Linked DNA regions of Anas platyrhynchos: region 1 is linked to region 2. A link is a contact called in public Hi-C data. All regions are on one chromosome and are shown on one strand. Each heading gives the region's core, a stretch centred on a gene start, on an enhancer-like site or on the middle of the called end of the contact. The rest is flanking DNA. Distances are from core to core; before and after follow the strand shown.

Region 1 (6,628 bases), core at 3,158-5,657, 54 kb before region 2:
ATAGGAGCCTGTAATTAGCAATACATGTCAAACTCACCAAGATTCCAGAAGGAACCCTTCCATGGGCAGCAGCAACATTTCTATTGAAGTTATCTTCAAAATCATACTCTTCTGAGAAATTCATCTCAGAAAACAACAAACTAACTTTCCACAGTACAAGTAAATGCAAAGATCACAGCCATAGCAGAACATTGGATCAGCATTTCTTCTCCTTCCACAGAGGGGTAGAAGAGCTATGCAAAACTTTTGGTCTCTTAGAGGAAAACGCTCGGTGTACTTTCCCACGCAAGACCAAGATTAAAAAGGAAGCACTTCTTTAAGAAACCTCACATAGAAACTCCCTCACCAATAGGCTTTGCTTGAAATGTCACAGCCCCCTTGCACTCTTTGAGATAAGCACTAACACAGACAGACTTTGCCATATGTTTACTCTGATAGGTAATGATCTTGCGTTACGTTTGGTCACATGGCTGTAGCTGAAGCTCCCATGCAAAGAAACAGGGATTTGGTTAATGATTCTTAAGCAAAGTCTACATTGGCTCACTTGGAGACTTTTTGCCCACTGTTATGACTTTACTCGCCTGTGGCAGCATTCCAAGTGTGAGCCCAGGCTGCTGCACACCGTGTTCAAGAACACCAGTTACCCCTCCAAGGGCCTGTTCCCTTTGCTGATGGCTTCACCGGGTTGCCTATTCAAGGTTATAGGACAACTATGATGACAGCTGATATTTGTGGAACGTTTTTCCCCCTTTTTGAAATAGCATTGTAATAGTAAATAGACAACTGACGTGGTATCAAGCTTATACTAAACCATACAAAAAAAAAAAAAAGGTACGTCGGAATAAACGTTATTTCCTCCTGTGGAAGTATTCCTACTTTGTTGAAACAGAATTGTTAAAGCAGTGTGAACTGGATGCGTGGACAACACGTACAAAGCTTGCTGTATGCTCCATGACTAAGAAAAAGATTTTTTTTGTTCTGAGGAATTTTGAAGTGTCATTTCTTCTCTAAATCATACCCTGGCTAGGTGAGGAAGTGGAGAAGGACAAGGAAACAAATCTATCCCTGTGATCTGGGGATGGGAGACACATTCCTGGGGACCATTAACGTTCTTCTGCCACCCCTCAACCCCCACGTTGTTACCCTGTGCCTGCTACAGAATACTGTGTAGGACTACTTGGATTACAAACCCAAAGACCATCTCCAATTCTACTACCATCTGCACTCTCTCCTCCTCTATGTTTTTTAAATTGATGTGTTAAACTCTGATGCGTTAACTACACTGGATGCAACCAAATCACTTCTACGTTTCTAGAAGAATTCAAGAACTACACCCAAGGCCAAAATTAAATCAGGCTTGATGACATACTCGTGCATTGAGTGATGGGATCACTACAACTGCAGTAAGGTTGCAGTAAGCTGTTCCCATCTCTGGGTCCTTTTCTACATACCGAATAAACTCACATTTAATGGAACTTCACAAGAAAGATTACTGGTTTTGTTAGCAGATCTGAAGAGGGTTTTCAAAGGACATTAGGAATTACTAGGATACACTCAATTTTCATCTGCTTGTTCATCACTCCTTTATCACGCGTGTTCCATTTAAATACGTTAAGAAATAAGTTTGTGAGCAGAACAAAAGCCAGTTTTCTAAGACAGCGCTTCTCTTAAAACACTTTTGACTTTGGACACACAAAAACCAAAGCTTTTTTGTTATATCTGTTTTATTTTAGAACTGCTCAGTATTTCAGATTAGCATTAGTTTTCTTCAAAGCTTTTATAAGTGTTTTAGAAAACAGCTTTTCCAGAATGCAGATCACACTGCAGTCACTGCTTTATTTTTTTGAATGCAGGTAGTAAGGTAAGGTTTAGGTAATAAGCTCTGCGTGTTTAAGAAGCCTCCCTGTCTTGTATTTCACAATATTAATAAGTTAAATTCAATGTAATTCCCTCTGAGTAAGTTTGTTTTTAACTACAATGCTATTTACTTACAATTCATACAAGAAAATTAGCTTCAGTTTTTGAAAAGCAAATAGACAAAATTTGGAAAGCATTAGAAGCAGTATTTGCCACGCAGCCTTAAACCAGCTCTTTGCTATGGGGTAGATTTTGTTGCGGTTTAGCCTCAGAAAGCACATACAAGTTTTTTAATTAGACTCATGCAAGCAAATATTGCTGACAAAGATCAGTCAGCATACTGTATTCTTTTTCTTCCCTTCTCTTTGTGGATCTCCACATCTTACCCCATTGCTCATGCATGCTTCCTGATGGAAATACAAATCCATTTTTAAATGGTACTTTTTTTGTAGTATGCGTCATAATACATTTGGCTCTATTAATTTAGTTTTAAAGCATCCCAGAGATGCAGGCCTTTTTTTTTTTCACCTATGCAGTGGAAAACTAAGTCCAGGAGTTTAGGAATTAAAACCACAGATTTTTTTTTTTATTTTTTTTGGAAAGTTAAGACTTGACTGTGCAGAGTGCCCCTACGTTATTTACCTCAAAGAGGTATATTCAAAACGCTTCTTCCATATGCTATATTGACATATCCCAGGTAATGATTCCAAAACAAACAAACAAGTCTGATTGCCAGTGGAAGTTACATCTCAGTGATTTGATTGCACTGCACAGCAACTGTAGAAGCAGCAAGGCCAGAACACAGCTCCAGGACTCTTCTCCAGCACTCCTCAGTACATGTTGTTCTAAGGTCTAGAGAGAAGGAAGCAAGCAGAAATCCTGCTGGCAGGAGCTTCTGTGAGAACACAATCACAAGTCACTCACAGATCTAGGGAAATTTGCTGAGACAAGCAATTGGGACAAGTGTATTCTTCTCTAAGAAATCATTATACATACAGCAAGTACGGGACCTGTCTTTGTCCATGTCCCACATGTCTCCATCCTGCTCACAAGCCCTTTTACTTACCATTAGCCAAGTCTTAAGCACCACAGTTCTTAGCCTCACACCTCATCCTGACGTTGGAAAAGGTCCTTTCTCCCTAAGGCCCAACTCTGAATCCTAAATTCCAGCCCACTTCATTTTCATGTACTGGCAATGCTTTGGCTATAGGGTGCAAACAAAGTGGAAGACTTCCCAATTCTCCAATAGGTATTACGAAAATCAGACTGCGACTGAGAATGCTTTCCAGCACCTGAGATCTCGCCTGCAGCCCTGCACTGAAGCAGTTGCTTACCAAACCTGGATATTAAACTCTGCTCATTCCTGCTTGAGGTAAAATACATTCAATGCAGCATCATTGTTACTTTTAACTGCAGAAATCTATCCATTCTCATTATGGATTTTTAAACCTAATATATAGACTAATAAATATGCCAAGTGAAAATATATTTGCGCATGAATTACAGAAGACATACTGAATGAAGACCATCTGCCTGTAGTCCCTTCTGAAAGAGAATTTTTCCCAAAGAAAACAGCTGGAGATTTTCCTCTAGGGGAAAGACATTACCTAGCGGGGAAAGATATTACCTAGCTTCAATTCTTATACAAAATTTAAATACCTGCTACAGTTTTCCATATAAAGGCTAAACATGCCTAGCATCTAGTGAGAATGATATTTTCCACTTAGGCGAATTTTGTTGTGAGTAAAATTCAAGTTCTGCTCAAAAATGCCACAAAAAATAAAAGGCAGTGTTACCTGATTTACCTAAAAATTTCCAGCTTGCCAAAATGTAAGTATTAAAGTAATGAAAATAAAGCACTTATCACAAGTAATAATAGGATGGTACAAGAATCCAAGCAGTTAACAGATTGTAGAGAAACACCAGTGATACAAAAGCAACAAGCAATGCACTGTCCCCTAAACCAGTGATTAAAAATAAATAAAATTAAATGTCTAGTTTTCCATCTGGAATGAACGATAGCAAACAGTTTCTACCAGATCTCCTGGCAGTTAGGCATTCAAAGGAGATGATTCGCCAGTGCAGCCTAAGTATTTTTTTGATTTCAGGAAAAAAGTTATCAAGAAAATCCACTTTGCATAGGCATGTCCCTTTTGTAATGTGTCACCACTTATATCTGAATGACTTACTATGAATCATCTGATTCCAGTACTATGGCATCTTTCCTTCATTAACTTGAGCCCTATCTTCAATTTTCTTAATTATTTTTTTCTGTTTACAGAGGAATTTCAGAGGAAGAAGAAAGAATACTTCAAGAGCTTATAAAGCAAGTTTAAAATAAATAAAAAAATATTGTTAAAATAAATAAAATAAATAAATAAATATTGATGAATTGATCAGTTCAACTGAAAACTTGTTACATTCACCAAAAAAGCAACGTACATGAAGACATGAGCTTCTGTCAAGGTACTGAAAAGAAATAACTGGCTAGTGCAGACTGCACCCTTTCAAAATCTGCACGGGCATATCGCACCCAAGCGTCTGCCCCACTTGGCAGACAATCTATTTCCAGCAGCACAGACTGTTCCACTGCCACATCACCCTTGGTCGCACTTATCTCTAGTTACCTGCCACAGTAACCAAAATGTCTGAATCTCATTTTGCATGACACGAGAGAAGCAGCCAGATGAAGCTTTTCCTGAATTTCCTTTCTAGAAAGCACTACAAGCAACCCATTACCTGTCTACTTTTTCCACTGCCCAAGAAGTCTCTCCATACACTGATCTACCTCAGGTGTATTTACACTTTCCTCCAACTTTCCCCACCTCAAAATCAAAGCATGTGTATTTAAGCAAGCAAAGCATCCTATCTATTAACAGTAAATTACTTAGCTACATTTAGGATGGATACATGAGTATAAGATCTGAGACTAGCACGTATCTTTAGGTTGTCCGGAACAAACAGAAATATACTTATTCTGAGAAACGAATCCCTGAAATACCCAAGTTCAAAATATAGTATACATAAGCAAACAAGAAACCTCTTTTATTTGCTAAACTCTCCATAGCCTTGCTTGAGTTGATGCACTCATATCAAAATAGAAAGACATCTATACATTCAATTTGTATGTAAGACTGCTATTTTATTAGAAAAATAGGTAAAAACGCTGCATTCCTACCCAAAGGTATGCACAGAATAAGATGTTGGAAAGGGGAAAACTTGATATAGCTGAGCAAAGCAGCTTATGCTTACTCATTCACCCAACGCAATCTACCAGCATTATTAAGTTTTAATGAGCAGAGATCACACATCGGTCTGAAGGATACTTCTCACCCTTAGCATATAACAGCAAGCCTGTACCATACATACAAGACATGACAAACCTGCAAAGCAGCCCTACAGATTTCTTGTTTCTGTTAACATACACACTGCATTTGAGGAATAAAAGTCTTTAAGGCTAAGAATTTATTTAAAAAAAGTATCACTATTCTAGTTCACAGAACACACTAAATTCTACAGTTAAGCAAGTGAGAGAGAATTTCTTCCCTCTGTAATGGGATCTCAACTACAGTTCATTATTCAAAGCTCTTCCTTACAAGAGCTTTGCAAAGAGTCCTGTATCCTTTAAAAGGCCTGTCATAACCATCAAGCCAAAAAAGAGTCCTGTATCCTTTAAAAGGCCTGTCATAACCATCAAGCCAAAAAACCTGTATTTCCTGAGGAGACAGTTACGCAGTTGAAAAAGACTAGTACGTCTAAAGACATGGCCTACGACTGGTTTAGCACGTGTTCACTTCAGCCACAGTGACCAACACAGAAACGCTACATGGTAAACTGGAGACTTTTCTATTATTATTTAGAGTATGTGGATTTCTGGTATTGAACTTCAGCATTTTGGATAAAGAAATGGCCTAATTGTTCAGTTAAAATTCTTATCTGTTCACTCTACTAAGACTACAGTGATGAGATCTCCCTTGGTTTTGGGAAAAGCACTGAACAACTTGGGACAACTTGTGGTTGCGTGTTGTCAAGTGACATTATTGCAAAGCTGAAAGACACTGATAACAACAAAATACTTAGCAAGGGCAAACTAGCATCCTTTACTTTGAAATTCCCTTGAAACATAAACACAAGAAAACATTAAATTCTTATTAAAGAAAGAAGAAATGTTAACCCCCAAAAGTATGGGTAAGCTCTGTCCTCCAATGTCTTTACATTCAGGCCTGACTTGGCACCAGAGCTGCGTCTCAAAGCAGCCTGGCAACACCAAAAAAAACACAAGCCCTGAAGTTCCAATACACCTGAATGCTTGTGACAAAGGAGAGGGGGCAGCTAGGCAGAGTAAAAGCTCATTTGAAAGCAAAACATTCTTTGCAGCAGCATTTTTCTATGCTTGAAGTAGATAATTTCATTTATAATTCTTTTAACTCTGCTTGCCTACACAGGTATTTACAGAAATGACACTTCTGCGTTACTGTAGAGCTTTAAAATATACATTTAGCAACTTGTTAGATAAAGTAGTTCAGTTGGAAGGGACCTTCAGAGATCATAGGGCAGCTTGGGTTGGAAAGGGCCTTAAAAGATCACCTGGTTCCAGCCCCCTGCCATGGGCAGGGATGCCACCCACTAGATCAGTTTCATCCAACCCAGCCTTGAACAGCTCCAGGGATGGGGGCGATCAGCCAGTCCAACTGCCTGACCTCCCATGGCCAACCAAAAGTTAAAAAGCATGTTGCTGAAAGCATTGTCCAAGTGCCTCTTGAACACTGAC
Region 2 (6,192 bases), core at 2,954-5,453:
TTCACGTGTGTCAAACTGTTCTGCGAGCTGAACCAGTATGGAGTAAACAGAGATGAGCAGTATGAAGCAAACAGAGATGACCTGAGACTCAAATCTGCATTGCTGTTCTGAAAAAAAAAAAGGTTGGTATAGACAAAGCTACTATGTAGCCAGTAGACACTCTACTAAGGCTTTACTGTGGTGAACATCTGGGATTTTCTTCCAGTAGAAATAGTTTCTGCATCCACAGAAGTATTAAATTCTTCACTTTTGTTTGATTTGGCAAACAAGGAAGGTTAAACTCTGCTAATGTCTGGGCTTATTTTCAATAAAGACTCTAAGTAAAACAGAACTGTTTTGTCCTTTCTTAAGTTTTCATTTTCTTCCATTGTTTGAATCTTTACAGTTCTTGGCATTATTATTTGCAGCTTAATTCCCTTGGTTTCTATCTGCCATTTGACTATATGTTAGAGGTTCAAAGACACAATCCAAAATTATCTTAACTAAAGGGAATATATCACTGACTACTCTTCATATTTGATTTAGCAGCTGGACAGCTATCTTCAAGCAAAACAATTACATCATAAACTGAAAAGGAATCATGAAGGTAACTTAATACTTATGACGACACACTTACCAAGTTTGTCATCTACCACAGTGGCTTCAGTTGCTTCTGAAGGCTCACCAATTCCTGCTGAATTGCAACAGCGAACCCGGAAGCAGTAGGATTTGCCTTCAGCCAAATCAAAAACTGCAAAGCGAGGAGACTTCACAGGGATTTCAGTGTTCACCCTTTGCCATTCCTCGGTGCCAGCAACGCACTGCAAACACAGAAACAACTTTTGAAACAGAACTCTTTGAACAATGAGAATCTAACCTGACAAGGCTTTCTACATGGACCATCAAATGCACATCTAACATGGAAAACAAGGAGTCATGTTCCTGGTTGTGGCCATTCCACAGAATAAGGTGTATTTCAAAGCTTATGAATCTGTCCACCTACTCCAGAAGTCACACATACAAGCTTACTGCTTGTAATATATCAAAGCTAAACACTTCTCCACAGCAAGGAAGTGATGTTGCTATCAACTGTATTCAGTTCCATACCTAAACCTATAGACCACCCTCAAAAGAAGTTCTGTAGTCATTCAACATCATCCAGAGAACAAAACTCTAATATTACCACATTGCTTCTAGATGCCATTATGCCACTCCTGAGGATGTTTTTGGGTGGCTTCCAGAATTAATCAGAATTAATTAATCTGACTTCCATTTCCCAGAGGAGAAAATACGAAATAAAAGCATGTGCATTTTATTTGTGAATTGTTTTTATTTCTGCTGCTAGAAGCTCTACATACCATGGTCACTTATACTGCTAATATTAACAATCAACTTTTGCCTTACATTAAAGATAATTTCAAATAATAGGTCCTGTTTCTGAGGGATTTCAAATTCTCAGGAGAACATTATCTCAATACGTGACATTAATGTTCGGTACTCAGCAAGCAATAGGTTATCAAAAAGCTTTCTTATATGGAAAATCAAAATTCATATATTCATCCTCTCTGAGACTGTTGCTAAGTGAAACTCATTTATTTAGACTAGATTTCATAAGAGATGAAAAACACATAATGGGAAGATATTTATATCTCCCATGATGACAGCTCTAGAGTGATAGGGAAAAGCACAGATGAAAAAGTTTGTGGAAACCATGAGATACTATTAAAATGGCGGTGGTGAAGATCTTTCTAGGCTATCAGCCATGTGAAAAACAGCTCAGAAAAGCAGGACATTGAAATTAAAAGTGATTCTGTTCTAGAAAAATAAAAATTGTCACCTTTGTTGGTGAAGCGAATGGAAAGCTAACGAAGAAAATAAATATGAAAAGGCAGCTGGAGAAGAAAGTGCTGATGCCAAGAAACTCTCTCACAGAATGTCTCCCTCCAAAATGTTAACAGTCTGTCCCTCAAGACAAGCTTCTTTTATACGAACGATATATATACAGCTCTGATTTTGCCCTGTGCTTTCTCATTATAGAGTGGGTTTGCCAGCCTATCTACTCTATGGCCAGTCAATGACACAGTTCATGAAAGGCTATTACAGTGTGTGACACATTCTACATCCATTTTTGTAATTACATGTATCATCTTTTTTTTTCTCCTACTTTATCTTAATCTACAGCAACAATTATGTCAATAAACATCTAGTCCTAGCCTGAGTTTGAAAGTGGAAATAAAATTCCAGAAAAGCTGGTAAAGAAAACGTTAAAAAAGATTGCCACAACATGATTCTGATTTTCTCCGGTTTTACCTTTTCCACAAAGTACATGATACCCTCATGGCCCCGCTGTCCAGGAGGTTTCCAGCTAAGCACAACATAGTTCTTTGTGGCTTCAATAACTTGGAGGTCTGTAGGTGGACCAGGAACAACACCCTCTGAATTACAGGGGAGAAGAGTAGGAAATGGAAATGAGTATGAATTCCTTCATATTTGTATCAGAATCAGTGCTGTGATTAAAGTATAGGACAGGTATTAACATATCTTGGCACCTGATATTTTTAGAAAACATAGTATTTAAAGCAATCTATGTACTGGTTTTAAATGTCATTGTTTTAATGTTAAACATGTTTATTTATTAAGTCCTGAATAACGAAACCTAAAGCCGGAGCTGTTCAAGGTTGAGTGACTCTTCAGAACAACGAACTTTGGGTGTGTGCCAAAGTCCATTGAACTCGATGGAAGTTTTCCTAGTTACTCAGCCAGACTTTTGTAGGCAAAAGGGCTGTGTTTACCTGCAGGTTCTTCCTCAGTGACAATAATCTGTCCTGTCCAGGGAGCGGAAGGGTGACCTGAAACAGATGTCATAGAGAGGATGGAAATGAGAACTTTCATGAACTTTTGAAATATTGAGCAAACTGAGTCCTTTGTGGTTCAAAACTAACATTTGCAGGATTCACATGAGCTCAGTTCTTGGTGACTGCTGTGACTGTTACTCATGTAAGGATACTCAAACCTAGTTTAAAGCAGTTCTGTAATCAATACATCAAGAAAAAATTAATCAACAGAGGCACATATTCCTTGCTGAAATTTCTCTGAAGTCACTTAAGTGACAAGCAGAGGTATTTAGCTCACTCAGAGGTATTAAGCTCACTTGTTTTTAGAGAATTAACTTCATTTTCCATACTCTGTTCATTTGGTTTATAAGCTCACTCATTAAAGGAAGAGGCAAGGCTGCTCTTCGTCTCTTTTTAACCCACTTTCCCTCACATTTCCAGCTTTCAGAACAAGGGTCATAGTCACAGACAGAAATTACTCAGCCTGACTCAACACACCAACTTGATATGCTTTGGGTGGCTCTCTCAGTGCCTTTGCATTATCATATTATCACAGCTATGTAGCTCAATGCTGTCAGCCAGGTCAATGCATTTTCAGAGATAATTTTTGCAACTGCTGTTCTCCACCTCCGTGTGCTTCACCTTACATTGGCTGATTTGTTTTGGAAATTAGAGTAGAGATGGAGCAGATGGGAAGAAAAGTGGATCATGAGGGAGAAAAGGAGATGCAACAGGTCACCAAAATCAGACTCCCTCTCCTGAGACAGCTTCCACACTTCCCAGTGAAAAGCAAAAGCCCTCCCAGATTTCAGGTTTCACGTGTGACCACAGTATTTCCTAGTAGTGTCATACCTGGCCATTTTAAATAGTAAAACTTCAGTGATGAGTAGAAATACCTGGATTTCAGGCATGTGATTTTGGGATGTGGGTGGAGAAGGGGAATTTGAAGCAAACTTTTAGATAAACTCATCACCAAGGCCTTTGTGTCTAGGACGTCTCCAGGCTACAGGAGAAATATGCTCGACTTGTAAAAAGTTAACAGTTAAGCAGAGGGCTTGGGATCAATAATCTGTTGGGCTGCCCTGATATTTTGCTGATGTTATTGAAAGACTTTGGTCATCACATGAGTGCAGAATCAGCCACCCTTGCCTGCAGCACAGAGGGTGACTATTCACAGGATCCACTCAGCTATTTTGCTGGTGGAACAAAAGCAAGTCTCTTCAGGCAGTTTACTCTCCTGTGCCTTTTCCCTGCTTTCTGCAAGTCCAGAGTGCAGCACTGTAGCCAGCAAAGCCATTCAAGCTGTTGGAGCGCTTTGTGCAAAGAGCACTGAGATGAATCCTTCTTGGCAAACGTTGTCTCCAAAGAATATTTTGTTTTTGCATTGCTCCCTCTAGTGGGATTTTGAAGGCTTAAGAGTAAATAGTCAGACTTTTTATTTATTTATTTTTCATACAGCTTCTTAAGCCTTTCAGGCAAGCTACAAAAAACATGTCTTACTTCTAAGCCTGGCTCTGTCAGCAGGATCCAGGGCAGCCACAGGCTCAGACACCCGTGACGGTAGGCTAATGCCAGCTTTGTTCACCGCTCGGACTCGGAAGATGTAGGAGCGGCCCTCAATCAGACCAGTGACAGGAAAACGGGCAAACTTCACGGGAGTCTCATTGCACTGGGTCCAGTGGGTGGTGCCAACCTCACACCTGAAACATACAAACAGCAGGAAGGAGTAGAGCTGGGAAGGGGAAAACACAGACTCCAGGCACCCAGACCTTTAGTTTCACCATCCGTTCACATTCATTGCCTGAGGCAAGCCAGCTTCCCCAGCACTGGTGTCTGCTGGTGACACCAAAGCAGCTGCAGAAGGGGTCAGGGTCGAAGTGCCACCTGCCTATGCACTGAATCCCCTGCAGCTGTGCTCCGTCTTTCCCGAACTGGGGAGGGGACACAGACAGAACTCACTCCACTGTTCAACCCTTCAAAGAATGCTCTGGGAGGCTTGGGGAGTGTCAGCTTCAGCATACTTGAAGGGACATGAAATACGTGTATCCTTGGCAGTTGCCAGGAGCAGAGCTCATCCTGCATGCACGGTGCCCTACTGTACAGCCAGAGAAATAGCAGACTTCATGGTGCGTGGAAGCCTCTGTTCAGATTTCATCTGTGACCAACCCAGAACACAGAGAGCTGTGAATATGACTGAAGTCAGAAACCCAGCTTCAAAGTTGAAGAATTTGAAGCCCTACTTCAGATGGTGCTGTGGTTGCAAATGTTGTAATCTTAAGACCCAGCAATGTGGTGCTCATTCCACTGCTAAGCCTCACACCCTGGTGAGACGCAGTTTTTTTTGGCAGAAAGAAGAGAACCAGCAGCAGGGAGTGTAACGATTCCTGCTCAAGGATCCAGCAGGAGCCATCACTCCAGGAGCCCTTGTAGGTGGCTTCCCAGCATCCAGCCACAAGGGCAGCAGGAAAAGGAACCAGCAGCTCAGGAGATGCATTTTATTGCTGCTGATTTTTTATTGATACCTGCTGAAGTAAATGTTAGGGGGAAGCCTAGATTTCTCAGTACATGCAAACTTCTGTTTTCTGGCAAGTGTTACGGTCTTACTCAGGGTGGTTTCGTGGTCCAGGTTTCTGCTCAGCGTGAAGGATGCCCTAGTTTTAGCTTTAGCACAGACTGTTCCTGCTGCTTTAGGTGGCTTGCTCATGCTGCAAGGGCTAGCCTGGCTGAATATCTGGGTGTCTAAATACCTACCCTGAAATCAAACACTACCAAAGACAAGCAAATGTATGCTCTTTAATGGATTTCTCCTCTGCAAGGCTCTGTGAGGAAGCTGAGTGCTTTCAACACTGTTTTCTCAGTAACTGATCCACAGGCAGAATTTGCAATTTGCCAAAGGGCAGCAGGGAACATTTCTAACAGCCCTGAGCTTAGTATCTGACCACATCTTCTAGAATCCTATGCTAGAAAGATACCGATTTCGTTAGGTGGACCTGGGTGTGTGCTGCTGCTCAAACAACCCAAAGGAAGCTGTGTTTGGTATTGCAGAAATAAAGAGACTGCCTTGCCCCACAGGGCCCACAAAAGGACATGCTGCTGTGTCTGTGGGGCTGAAGGGCATGACAAGGCAACATTGCAAGGTGGAAAGTAAACTTGGCCACTTGGGGGAATATGCACCACAGGCCATGCTATATCCATGTATTCACATGATAGAAAATTGGCATTTGCTGCTGGGCAGTTTATACCAAAGCACTGCAGTTGATTTATGGTGATGTGCTGGAGAACAGTAACATGGCTTTGAATTGAACAGGAACACCATGTCACTAATGATGTATTCTGTTACTGAAATTCAAACAAATATTACCAGCTCTGAAAATTTCAT

What was found. A called contact is a pair of places that touch in the nucleus more often than the background predicts.
Region 1: a contact with region 2 is called in a Hi-C map of skeletal muscle, with 4 times the contacts expected there. The contact joins two enhancer-like sites. A contact is called at or near these places in 2 of 8 Hi-C or Micro-C datasets (liver and skeletal muscle).

Annotation. Positions count from the first base shown.
Region 1 is chr2:52,922,715-52,929,342 of IASCAAS_PekinDuck_T2T, reverse strand. All of the region lies in intron 1 of LPIN2 (lipin 2), which reads right to left. Among named protein-coding and RNA genes, the nearest start is that of LPIN2, 6.1 kb to the right of the region's middle. Within about 2 kb of position 4,407, at least 2 of the 8 cell types and tissues checked have an H3K27ac peak or open chromatin away from gene starts, as enhancers often do.
Region 2 is chr2:52,868,957-52,875,148 of IASCAAS_PekinDuck_T2T, reverse strand. It overlaps MYOM1 (myomesin 1), which reads right to left. Exons shown (of 40, transcript XM_038174639.2): 12 at 4,314-4,513; 13 at 2,772-2,828; 14 at 2,290-2,414; 15 at 617-800. Among named protein-coding and RNA genes, the nearest start is that of MYOM1, 34 kb to the right of the region's middle. Within about 2 kb of position 4,203, at least 2 of the 8 cell types and tissues checked have an H3K27ac peak or open chromatin away from gene starts, as enhancers often do.